Regions from separate parts of the Gossypium arboreum genome. Here region 1 is linked to region 2. Evidence: chromatin contacts called from public Hi-C data. All regions are on one chromosome and are shown on one strand. The core of a region is the stretch at or near the end of the contact, and the rest is flanking DNA. Distances in the headings are between cores, read along the strand shown.

What was found. A called contact is a pair of places that touch in the nucleus more often than the background predicts.
Region 1: a contact with region 2 is called in a Hi-C map of leaf, with 2.4 times the contacts expected there. The contact joins the promoter of LOC108457955 here to the promoter of LOC108460265 in region 2. A contact is called at or near these places in 2 of 5 Hi-C or Micro-C datasets (both in leaf).

The regions. Positions count from the first base shown.
Region 1 is chr4:35,176,372-35,182,694 of ASM2569848v2, reverse strand. LOC108457955 reads left to right here and starts at 3,116. Exons shown (of 8, transcript XM_053026448.1): 1 at 3,116-3,423; 2 at 3,546-4,044; 3 at 4,655-4,772; 4 at 5,490-5,611; 5 at 6,261-6,323. The coding sequence starts at 3,333.
Region 2 is chr4:34,896,265-34,903,250 of ASM2569848v2, reverse strand. LOC108460265 (salt stress-induced hydrophobic peptide ESI3-like) reads left to right here and starts at 5,566. Exons shown (of 6, transcript XM_053027107.1): 1 at 5,566-5,752; 2 at 6,164-6,986. The coding sequence starts at 6,176.

The DNA of each region.
Region 1 (6,323 bases), core at 1,867-4,366, 280 kb before region 2:
TTTAATTAAGTTCTTTTTTTCCTTTCCATTTCTTTTCTTTCAACCCCAAAGAAAGGTAGAAAAAAAAGTGAGGTGTTCATTGGCCTAGCTTGGATTGAATTTATGCAAGATACTAATATATTTTATGTTGCTTAAGTCTAGCTGATTTGAAATATGAATGTAAAATTCTGTTTAAACTCGTTTATATTTACAAAAGGTCAAACCAAATCTATTTTAAGATTGTTCATGTAATTTTTAAAAATATTTATATTATTTTAATTGAATATATAATAATTTTTTATATAGTTATACTAATATTATTTTAATGTTTGCATTAGAGTGATATTATATATTCTGTATAAATTTATTTTTGTGTTATAAATTATATAATATATAAAATTAACATAATATAAAATATTATAAACTTAAAAATAGATTGAGTTGAACTTGGGCCTTGAATATTTAAGTTAAAAGATGACTCATATTTTAAACGAGTTTAATTTTTTGTTTAAATCTATTTTTAGGTTTAATATTTTTATTTAAACCTTATTAAATTTTAGATGAACCTTTAACTTTAGAATAATAACCATTCAAAAACTAAACAAATCAGGAGCATTTTTGGAATGATAATTGTTAAGAATGTATAATATTTTAAATTAAAATAATTCTAATCATTATTTTAATTTATTAATAATTTTAATTATCAATTGAGAATATATGTAACTTTTAACGTTGCTTTTGTTTTTCTAAGAGAAGCATTCAAAAATAACTTTTAGAAAATGGATTGTTTTGAAAAGTCATCATTTTTAGTATTTAGATGATTCTGTGAAAAATATTTTTATTGTTAAATAAATTTTCTTAAAAATTATTTTCTAAAAATTATTCTTAGTGAAATAAACACAACATAAATATATTTGTTACAAAATATTATAGTAACATTATCATATATAAACTTAATAATAAAATTGTAAATTAAATTTTAATTTATTATGAGTGGAAAATGACGCATTAGAATTGGTAGGAATAAATAAAGTGAAGAATGGTTTAAACAAATACTCATATTTGATTTAATTAAATTAATCATATTTTATATTATAAAACATCTATTATTAAATATTTGTAGATTGTAATTTATATTTATTATTAAAATATTAATATAAATATTTTTCGATAATATATTAAGAATATTACTTAAAATTTAACATTATTATTTTCAAAATTTTAATTATTAAAATAAAATTATAAAATTAAATAATTTATTAAAATAATTATTTATTATATTATAAACAATTAAGTATGTATGTTTAATCATATTAAAATTATAATATTTTATATCAACATTTAATATTTTTAAATATGTTTAAAATTAAAATTAAAATATTAATATAATAATATTAGACTTGATTCAATTTAATTTTTATATAAAAATAAAATTACTCACAAAAGAACTCTTTAGAAAATGACTTACCAGTTTCAAAAGGATAAATCAATTACAAGAAAAGAGACTTATTTCCTGTAAATTATTTTCCATTGAACAAGTTATTTTTCCATGAAACAATCATAGGGAAATGCATAAAACATTTTCCGTGAAACTAAGACACCCTAAGAGTAGATTTGGGTACCACAAATTAATTAGATGAAAGTGTAATTATTTGGGCATTAATTATATTCACTTGTAATTATGAGGAATTATAAATTCCCACATGGTATAACATTGTGATTCATTAGATTATGTTTGGTAATGTAAATTATAATTACATAGTTACAATTTTTTAAATGTTAATTATTATAAAAATGTTATCAATAATACTTGAGAATTTTTTTAAACAAGAAGTAAAATTAAAATCAAATAATCATATGTTAATTTAAAAAGGAGTCGAGACAATATGATCATTGATAAAAGTAACAAGAGAAGCAAACATTATATGCAATTTTATATAATTACTTGAACATTCCATATTTGTTGGGTTATTCTCTTTCTAGCATTTAACATATACCTTTTATCATGATTTCTTGATCCTTGACTAATTTCTTAATTACTTGAATCAAAATTTGAACCTGTATCATTGAGACTATTGAGATTTTTTTTCATGTACTCTTCAAGTATTGATAATCCCAATTTCCCTTATGAATGGATTTATGAAGTATGTGATAAGCTGGTGTCATATTACCATGTGTTGAGACCGAGGAAGGCAAATAGGAGTGCCAATGAGGTTAAAAAATGCCAACCAAGACACTAGAAGAGTTCTCGAGATATCAAGGGTTTGGGCCTCTAATAAGGGTGGCTAAGCTTCTAGAGGTAGGAGAAGTCTTTAGAAGATTGGAAAAGCATTCAGAATGGTGGTGCAACTTAAGGAACCCTCTAGAATTGAGAAAACTCGTAAGCAGCAATGGATAAAGGAGAATTGGGTTGCTAGGGAGTTAAAACCAAGTTAGTAGGGCTAGGTGAGCAAGCACGCCAAAACTGCCTTGGGTATGCTAGAAGGGCATGGAGCGCAAGAGAAGCACTAGAATCGATTGGAACCTTCCAGTACTTACCAGAAGTGCCTAGAATGGGCTAGGGTGCATGAGAATGGCTTAAAATGGCCTTAAATCGCCTTAGAAGGCAAAAAAAAACGCCTTAGGGAGATATATTAGGCTATAATTGATCCTAGCCATCCATGTGGGACATTTCTAATAGTAGGATCAAGTTGGGGTTGCCCATAAATAGGGTGGCATCAGAGTTGTCCAAAGGTTGAGTTACTTACCCAAGTCAAAAGACATGCTCGAAATATGAGAAAGTTTGGACAAGTAAACAAAGCCTGAAAAATGAGCTTGGGTAAAAATGTCAGCCCGTTTTCTATTCGGGTTGAGCTTTGAATAGAATTTTTGAAACCCAAACCTAACTCGGTTATATATGCATATATTTTCATATTTTATAAATACAAATTTTTAGTATAGAAAATTAACCCCAAACCCAAATATCTTAAACCCAATATCCAAACCCATTCTTACACAAAAACCAAGCCCAAGCCCAAAGCCATAACAAAGCCTAAAATCTAGTTTCTACTTTCTTACCTATCAATCTAACCTGCCATCAAAGAACATGCAATTTTAAATTCTATCCTTCATCCTCTCTTTATTTTAATCCTTCAAAAACATCCTATTTCTCTCCATTTAAAAAAAGAAAATGACTTAAGAGCCTAATTAAAAAAAAATAAATTAGGCATTTGCCTATTTATTTGTATAATTGTATCATTTATGTTGCTCCATTTTATTTTTATTTCTCACTTGTTTACCTTTAGTTTTTTTAACCCGAACCCAATCTACTAATAACACTTCAATTTATCTGTCCAACGCTGCCAGAGCAAAAGATGGACAGCATGAGATTTCTCTACAGCAAGGGCGTCCTTTCTTGCTCCTCCGATGCTCCTCCCATCACTACTTTCCTTGAATCCCTTCCAGGTACTAAAACCCAAACCCATTTCCATCTCTTTCCATTCTTTTTCAGTCAACAAAAAAAAAGAAGAAAAATCTTACTGAAAATTTGCAAAACACTTAATTAAATTAACTTTTCCCACTCTCAGGATCTTACACAACAACTAGAACGCATGAAAATGGAACAACCCTTTTGTTTTGGGAGAGACATTTAAAAAGATTGTCGAATTCTACAAGAATTCTACTAAATTCAAACCCAGAACTCATATTCAAGACGAACAAGAAAAGCCCATTGTTATTTTCTCCTTTTCCTGTCACTGCATTGAAATGGGAGTCAAGGATTCGGTCATTGGTTAGTAATTCATTGAGTCAAGTTTTACCCATTGCTCTCAAGGAGAGGTCTAAAGGGGAGGAGTTGGCGGTTACTGCTCTTGTTTCTGGGGATATCGAGAAGCTGAAGGCAATGAAGAATGTTGGTGGTGGTGGTGATGATGATGATGATAAAGGAGTTTTTCAGGTTCTTGATCTTCATTTGCATATAGGGAGTTATATTCCTCCTGTGTTTGGGATAGAAGAAAGTGGAGCACATTTGGCTTTGGTGGGTCACGGAAGGGATCTTGCCGATGCTAAGTATTCAGATTGGGTAAGGTTAGAATTGCTTGTAATTCTTGTATTAGTATCCTGTCTTTATTTATTTATTGTCATAATCATATTTAAAATTTTTAATATTTCTATAAATTTCTTGGGAACATTTCACAATTAAATCATTTTGATACATTCATATATCCATATCTTTTTCATGTTACTTTTACATCTGCAATATGTTTTAGTTACATTTTTCATGTGTTGTTGGTGTATGATATTGCCAAGTTGCATTTGGAAGAAAATAAGTTGAGATTTTCATGAAAATGTGAAAATTTAAGATGCAGGTGGAAGAAAAACGTAAATTGACTTATTGAGGTTGTTTCGTCTTTCTTTTTGGTGGATAATTTATGTTAGTCGGACTTGGATGTGAGAGTCAATTATAAATATATGTCCAACATGGGTATGCACAATTTTTCCCAAAATTTCTATGTATATCGGATAGAAATATCAATGCCAGGGTATGCATTGGACATGGATATCGGATAGAAATATGAAGAGTTGGACCAAGATAATTATATATATATGCGTATATATGTGAACTTTTTGGTTTTCTTTATATCTTTTCGATATTTTGTGATGAACTTTCGATTTGACAACTTTACATTCTGCATAGGTTAAGGAAGCCATTGGAGAAATTGAGGCCTCCTTCAGTGACTGAGCTCTTGTTGTCTAACGATGGTGATCGAATACTTGAAGGCTGCATTACAAACTTCTTTGTCATATGCCAAAGGGTAAGTATTCAAGAATTCAGAACCTACACTTGGAAGGGTTTATATAGGGTACTTTGACACTATTTTTCTTAAAATACTTGTATTCAACACTTGTATCCAAGACTTTCTCAACAATAAGTATGGGGGATATGATATGACCCTTGTATTTGGAAAATTTAGAAGAAAAAGAAATTTGCACATATCAGTGCTGGACACTCATACAATTGCCAGAAACATAGAATTATGTGAATGACTTGTTTGCTCTAAGCATTATATTGGGAGTATATGTTTCATGCATCGAATGATTTTCTGGTTTTAGATGCCAACTTTAGGAGAAAGATTAAGATAGTAGTTTGACCTATGTTGTTCCAGTTTTTCATTTTTCTTGAAGTACTTTTGTTCGAGATTTGTGTCCAATGCATATTCAGATATGGGTATGTGGATATGATTATGTGGATATGATTTGGATTCATCAAATACATAGAAAAACATAGGAAAAAAAAACATATTTGATACACACTTGTATATGATACTCATACCCAGGTCTAAGAAACATAGGTCTAACAATCTAAGAGCCTGGCTGAATTGTAGAAAAATATGGATTTTCATGATATTTTACGACTATTTTATAGCGATTTTCATTCTGTGTTGTGTTGGTGTAGCTATGGGTGTTTATGTGCTTCCTTTCTTCTTCTCTTAATTTTATTATCTGTATTCTCCTATGGCATTTGCTTTTAGGATAAGAGTGAAGCAGAGGGGAAATACCTGGATGGCTACAATAATGTGTATTCCGTTGAAGTACAGACGGCGCCTGTTTCCGATGGTGTTCTTCCCGGTGTTATTCGGCAACTGGTAATTGAGTAAGCTCTTCTCTCATATTTGAAATTCAATTTTCTTTTATTTGTTCTTTGTTATCTGAAAGGAATCATTCAACTAAAGTCTTTGCTTCATATAAAATTTAACTTATGTCAGTTGGATTTGGGTGTTTGTTAGATATAGGTGTGTCAGATGCGCTTATATTAATTTTTATTTTAGTTTTTTTCATGTATTTGAAGATCATATTCTCATATTTAATGTCCGAAAATGTGTCAAATGTACTATAAGAAAATGAAGAATCAAAGTTACATAGAATTTACTATGTTCATTCAGTATCATTTCTATTTTGTGTCAATGGCATGTTGACTTCGAAGCTGGTAAGCCCTCTACTAAATTACTCGTATCCAAACCTTGTAAAGATCTTAGATTCTTACATGATTGATTGCTGGTGCAGCGCTCTTGAGGTGGATCAGTGGTATAAGTGTAGGATACAAACATAAGTCTACTCAATTTTTTTCAAACATTTTCATGAATTTGAAAGATTCTTGGAAGGTCATATTTTCAGTCATGTCCAAATGTGTCAGACATGGATGGCAGATACGAGTAATTCAATCTACTAGAATTAAACAAATAATATGCATCTACTATGATCTTCTGTGCTAAATTGTGAACTGTCCAATCCGATCCGTGCAGAGTATGCCATAGCAAAGGCATCCCAGTTTGTGAAGTTGCACCATCATGGGAAAAACATCGACT
Region 2 (6,986 bases), core at 4,317-6,816:
TTAGCTAGGTTACACTTTCAAGTGGTACCATATACGCTCAACAATTGACCTATATAGTTTATGTTAAAGGTTCGAATACCACCAAGGGTGAGATGCTTATAATGCCTCTTAATGGGTGGTTGTACGTCCATGTACGGTTGAGGTGCCCATTTTTGTGAATCGTACACAGCTCTCAGTAGGGTGGGGGGGGCAAAACCCTCTCTCAGGGTACAATACATTCCATTGTTGAAGAACTGGATCGACGTCCTCAAAAATAATATTTTGAAGACTTCTCATAAAAGAGTTAACACCCAACAAAAACCTAAGTAAATCATTTAGAAAGAAGCTAACACATTGATTCATAAAAAGGGTCATTTAAGACCATGCATAAAATGCTTCCCAGCCTGCCACAAAAAAAATCCCTGGTCCGATTCTTTATTTGAATTGATCCATTATAGTAATTAATTTTATTAACATATGTTTGCCCGTTTACCATCATTGAAATACACCTAATATCATAATTTGATGTCACTTACTGAAATTTAAATTTAAACCGTAAGAAAAATTAAAATATTTAATATTGATTTAAATTAAAATAATAGGTAAAAGTTAAAATAATAATTAAATTATTTGATTCTAATTTAAAATTAAAATAGTACATAAAAAGAAAGTACATGGGAATGAAACACCGCCATGCTTCGACCACTTCTTTAATTCCTTATAAACGTTTCTAGCAAATGTTTAAAATCCAATGAGAATAAGACACGTAGAAGACAACACTGCTATTTAGAAAACCAAATAGATTAAATATCACCGTTTAAAACCTGGATTTCGCAACAGCTTTTATATTGGGAATTAATTTTTTTACTTCATAATATTTTTGTATATTAGAACCTAAATTTTGAAGGGTTTTAAGAAAATATTAAAAATTAATTTAGATAAATAAAACTTAAATTTTAATATAAAAATAATTATTAAGTTTAAATATAAAATAATTATTAAAACCCAAAAATAATTTAACTCAAACCAAAATATTTAAGTATAAATATCCTTTGATGAGAGTGATGACAAAAAGTGAAAAGGACAACAACCCATAATTTACTTCGTTTTTTGTTTAGGAATAATACATATTTGGCCCTGAATTCGAATATGTATTTTTAATTTACTTTACTATTTGAATTTAACAATTAAATTTATTTTAGTTTTTGAATTTAAAAATATAAAAGGTTTGAATATGTCGAATTTTAGAATTGTGTCATATCATTATTTAAAAATAAAAAGAAATTATGTAAATTTTAAGATGATAACATGATACTAGAGGTGTTCATGGGTTAGATCAGGCTTAAGTATGATATTAATACACTTTATTTTTTCCTAAGCTTGGTCTGACTCGAAATATGAGTCTAAAATTTTGTCCAAACATGTCCATATTTGTAAAAAATTAACCAATTTCATTTTAGGCTCAATTATATTATTTTTTAAAAAAATTAAAAATATATAGTTATATTATTTTTAATTTATTAAAATTTTATATATAGTGATCTTAACATTTTTTAATGTTTACATTATACTACTAAAAATTTAATTTTTATGTGTTATAAATTCTATAATATATAAAAAATAATATAATATAAAACATCACTAACTTCAAAAAATAAATCATGCCGGGCCGAGCTCAGGCCTTGAATATTCAAATCTGGAGTCCAACTCATATTTTTAACCAGCCCTATTTTTCGGACATAATAATTTTGCCCAAACACTCCCAATTCGAGAATAATCCTGCCCATGAAAAGGTCGTCACAGTCATTAATCTTAGAGTTCACATACAAAGTCCTAATAACTAAACTAGTGATTGAGCTGGTCAGACAATTCATCATTGATTCAATCGATTCAACTGCTAGACCAACAATAATTATATAAATAATTAAAAATTTATATTTTTTTAAAAAGTTTATTAAACAAGTTTGTAAGAGGCCCAATTTGCCCGGGCCCAACAACCAAAAATTAATCCAAAACAAAACAAAAAAAACAGAAACAAATATTAAAGTCCAATAAACAGTTATAACCTGAATAAATCCCTTAAGCCCAATAATAAAACGTAGCCCAAACATATATCAGGACTTAGAAATTAAGACCCAAACCCAATACTCAAAATGAACTAACATCTCAAGCCCAAGACTAACCCTAGCCAAAAAAAAAAAACCAATCCCTAGCCTGCTGCTTAGCGCCGCAACAGCCACCAAGGGCTTCAAGCTCCACTTCCACAACGGCCTCTACACGCGCCACCCTTTAGCTGTACCTGCAATAGACTAACAAACGAAAATAGCAAACAACAATTGACAGCAAATAATAACAAATTACAACAAGGAAATTTGTATTTTTTCTTTTATTTTTATTTATTTTTTGGGCTATAAAGCTGAAGAGAATCAAATGTAAAGAAAAAACGAACACAGGCATATTGAAAGGATAGAAATCAATTCAAAAACAGTTTACGAAAGGTGATGCACAGACTATTTCTCTGTTCTTTTTTTTTTTTTACTTTCTTTTGAATCTATTCGACGAATCTAAAATGGGGAAGGGGTTTACTTATTGGTGGTTTTGGTGTCGACTTAGTCGGCGTTTGCTCTTTCGATCCAAAGGCAGACGAATTCCTAGGGGCCGTTTGAAGCCGTGGCAGAGATAGAAGCATATTTTGGTGCCGTCGAAGTCTGCATGGGAGATTAAGAGAATTTAAAAGATGATTTAGGGTTTTGTTTTGAGAAAATGGTCTGCTAAATGATTTTTTAGGGCAAATTTTAGCTTTTATATGTGTTTAAAAACGATGTCGTTTTAAGCCGTAAGTATTGGCGTTGAAACGGCGTCGTTTCACGACGCAACCCATCCACTCGACTCGTTTACCCTCAGGACCTGTGCGTTTTTGCGGTGAAGGGATATTTGTGCTATAAGTCCCTCCCCTCCTGCACTGATCCTTAATTAAGCCCCGATCATGTTTTATTTGTTTTTACATTTTCCCTGGGATTTACGCTTTGTTTCAATTCAATCCTTATTTGAACGCTGTGTTTTGAGATTCGGGATATTTATCTTCTAAGTCCTTGCTCATTTGTGCACATTTTATTTCAATCCGCAGCTCTGTTTTAATGATTTGCTTTATTTATAAATTATCCTTTCAATTTTGTTTCTTATTTCAATTAAGTTTACATTTATGTTTTTATATTCTTAAGATTTATTTATTATTCATTTTTTAACCTATTATTTTAACATACTATTTTGGACTATTTTATTAATTTCATTTTTTTCTTTTGTATATTATTGAATTCTTTTATTATATAATTTATTATTTTAAAATTTTCTCCATGTAATTCTATGTTTAAATTTTTTATATAATATTTATCCTCATACATTCATATTTATATATAAATATATATAATTTAAATCGAATTACTTATTTAAATCCCATCCCTTCTCGAACGTGTTCATATACTTCTTCTTTTAAATTTATTTATGTATATTATTTGTTCCTAGAGGTGATCATGGGCGGGCCGGGCGGGTTCGGGCCGGTTCGGCCGGCCCAAGTAAAATTTTAGGCCCGTCTACTAGGCCGGCCCGCCCGACCAAAATATGGGCCTAAAATTTTACCCAAGCCCGCCCGAAATAAAATTACTAAGCCTGAGCCCTGCCCGGCCCATATTAATTTTTTTCTTATTTTATTAAATAAAAAATTTAAAAATATAATAAATCAAATATATTTAAAAACATAAAATAAATATTAAAACAAATAAAATAATACTAAAACAATTCTTAAAACAATACACAAATTAACAATATAATAAAAAATAGTTATATTAAAATTTAAAATAATTAAAAATAAAAACAAAAATATATTAATATATAATTGGTAGGTGAAATGGCCGGGCCCGCCCAAAAAACTCTTACTCGAGGTCTGCCCGCTTTTTAAACGGGCCTCGTTTTTTGCCCAAGCCCATTTTTCGGCCTATATTTTACCCAAACCCTCCCATTTTTCTAAGCGGGCCTTGGTGCCAAATCAAAACCATGATCACTCTATTTGTTCCTTTTAAGAATCCAATTTTGATATTATATTTTGTTTGTTTCAAATGTTTTCTTATATTATTATTCTTTTATATATACATTATTTATATTAAATTTTTACTTTATGTAAATTAATTATTATGAACAAATACATCTTGTTTTAAATTATTTTGTATAATCATGAATTTCATATTATATAGATAGTAGTTGATATATATTCTTTTATACATTTTCATAAGATTATATTTATATAATTCATTTATGTTAAAATTTTCTGACATGTACAGTTTTAAATTCTTATATGGGCATACATGTGTATAATTTGTATTATAGTTTTATTCATTTTAGTTGTAAATATAGCACTAATTTTAAATTTCTTCTTATAATACTTATTTTTGAAGATCATTGTATGTTAAACTTTGTATTTTATACATTAATTATTTTTACTTATTTATAGTTAATTTCAAAGTTTTGCATGTATTGTTTGGTTATATACATATAGTTTATTTTATGAATTGTTTGTTTGTTTATTATTTGTTTTTATGTGCTTTAATTTACATATTTGCACTTTTGTAATATTATTGATAATTGGTGTAATATATTAACCATGTACATCTTCCATATTAGTTACTTTGCTTTCGTATTTCTGTGTATTGATTTATGATCGAGTCTGCTTACTTATTTACCTTAAATTGGTCATTTCATTTTTTATTTCAAATAAACCGAATAAATGTACTTCACCACTTTCATCATTACCCTCATTTAAAAAATCTCTCAAAATAAGAAAGTATTTCGTGTTTGGAAATTCGAGAAATCGTGCCTGAAGTGCTGGTTTTCGATTTATCGTTTGACCGAATAATTGGATATCCTTTTAAAGTTTCAATGCATGAATTTTGGAAATCATAATATGACCTTGGTAGAGAGTTTGAAATGTCGTATCCAAACGCGCTGGATATGATATTTTATTCTTTCTAGACAAGAGAATCTCAACATCTAATTCAAATTATTCAAATGTTTTAAAAGAAACCATATTTCAAAATCTTTTTAAATTTTAGACATAAGGACATTATTTAATCAATTAGGTACCAATTCTGGGCGTAACGAGGGTGCTAATCCTTCCTCGTACGTAACCGACTCACGAACCCATTTTTCTTGAACCTCGTAGGCCAAAATTAATATTTCAATAAAATAAAATGTTTTATTAGGTGATTTGATCACACCTAAACAAAAAGGATTGGTGGCGACTCCATATTTTATTTTAAAGTCGATCCCTATTTTTCAAAAAGAAAAAATGGTTTCTACAAAGTTCAACTACCGGTTTTTGTCTCAGTTTCAAGTTTCACTGGATTTGAGTAGTTTCTGAATCAATTGACTCATTTGTTTGGACTAGTGTATTGATTGGTTCTCAGTCAATTAGTTTAATTGACCAATTCGATCATGTTGATAGAACACTAATCACGTTATTAAATCATTGACGAAATCTAAGTTCGGAAACTAAATGGATTTGGTTGTCAAGTTTAAATATCTAAAAGAAAATTATAGTGCCAAAATGAACCTAGTTACTAACTTCAAGGAGCAAAAATTATATTATTCCTTTTGTTTATTGTCTTTGGATCTGTTAAATAAACCCTCCATTCTCTCTTCGGTACTTTTTTTCATTCTCTCTTTCAAAACTCAAATCCTCCTCAGGCCCTTTTCCGTTGTCTTGCCACGAGGTTTTTCGAAGGTAAACATAAATTCTTTACCTTCAGATCTTATCTCTTTAGTTTATGAAATAAAATTTTCATCATTTTCTTTTCCTTTCATTGCTCCTACTATTTCTCAGTTTGAAGGTATCTTTATATTTGTTTTAGTTTTTGTCATTAGGGTTCATCAGAATTTCCACTTTTTTCCTTCTTTGAGAAGTTTAAATTCTGAAGCCTTTTTTTTTTAATGATTTTGAGTAACACCTGGAATTTTTATGGATGAAGCTAAGGAAATAGTTTGCTTAGTTAGTGAAACAGTTGCTGAGTTCTTTTATCACTATAATTTATATGGTCTGAAAATGTCTATTTTATCGGTTTTTATTTTTTTTCTTTTTTCTCCTACAAATTTCAGTCTTGGAGCTTTAATTTTGATGATTTTGGAAAATACCCAGATCGGTTATTGAATGGATGAGGCAAAAGAGAAGGGTGATTCAGTGAGTATTGTTTCAGAATCTTCAGTAACTGTTAGTGAAATTGTGGTTGAAACAATGGCTTGCGAGGATCGAATTCGGATCAAGGAAGGAGGTGAAGCGGGTCTTGGTAATGGAGATGATGTAACGGTGGAGGTTTTGGATTCTCATGTTCATATTGATGGGGGAGATGGAGGGGCAGTTCAGGCCCGTTCTATTGATGAAGCGGTTTGTGGTCATCAAGAGTTCAGTAAAGTTGGTTTGGAGGTTAACATGAGAACCTTAGATAGTGAATGCCATGCGGTAGGTGGTTTGGGTTCAAGGAATGAGGTTTTGGGTGGTGAAGCTAGGGCTCAGAATGAGGTAAATGGAGGTGTGGTTTGGTCTTGTTCTAATGATGTAGTTTGTGGTCGTGATGAGTCTGATGAAGTTGGTTTGGAGGGTAATCCGAGTACCTTAGATAGTGAAGGTGATTTAGCTGGTGATTTGGGTTCAAGGTATGAGGTTTCAGGGGGTGAAGCTAAGGCTTGGAATGAGGTAAATGGAGCCAGGGTTTTACGTTTCAGTGCACTAGATAGTTCTGCAGGTAAGAACGCAGAGCAGTCTAGCGGAATTAATGAAGGTGGGGGAGATTTGAATCAAGCTAAGGAGACAGGTAAAGTTGGTAATTTGGATAGTTATGAATTGAATCATGGAAACCAGAAACGAGTTGTATGTTTGTCTGCTGCATCCGAAGATTCAGGTGTACAAACTAAAATTGTTGAGGAAGCTGCAATGGCAATTGATGAGGAAGATTTGATTGCCT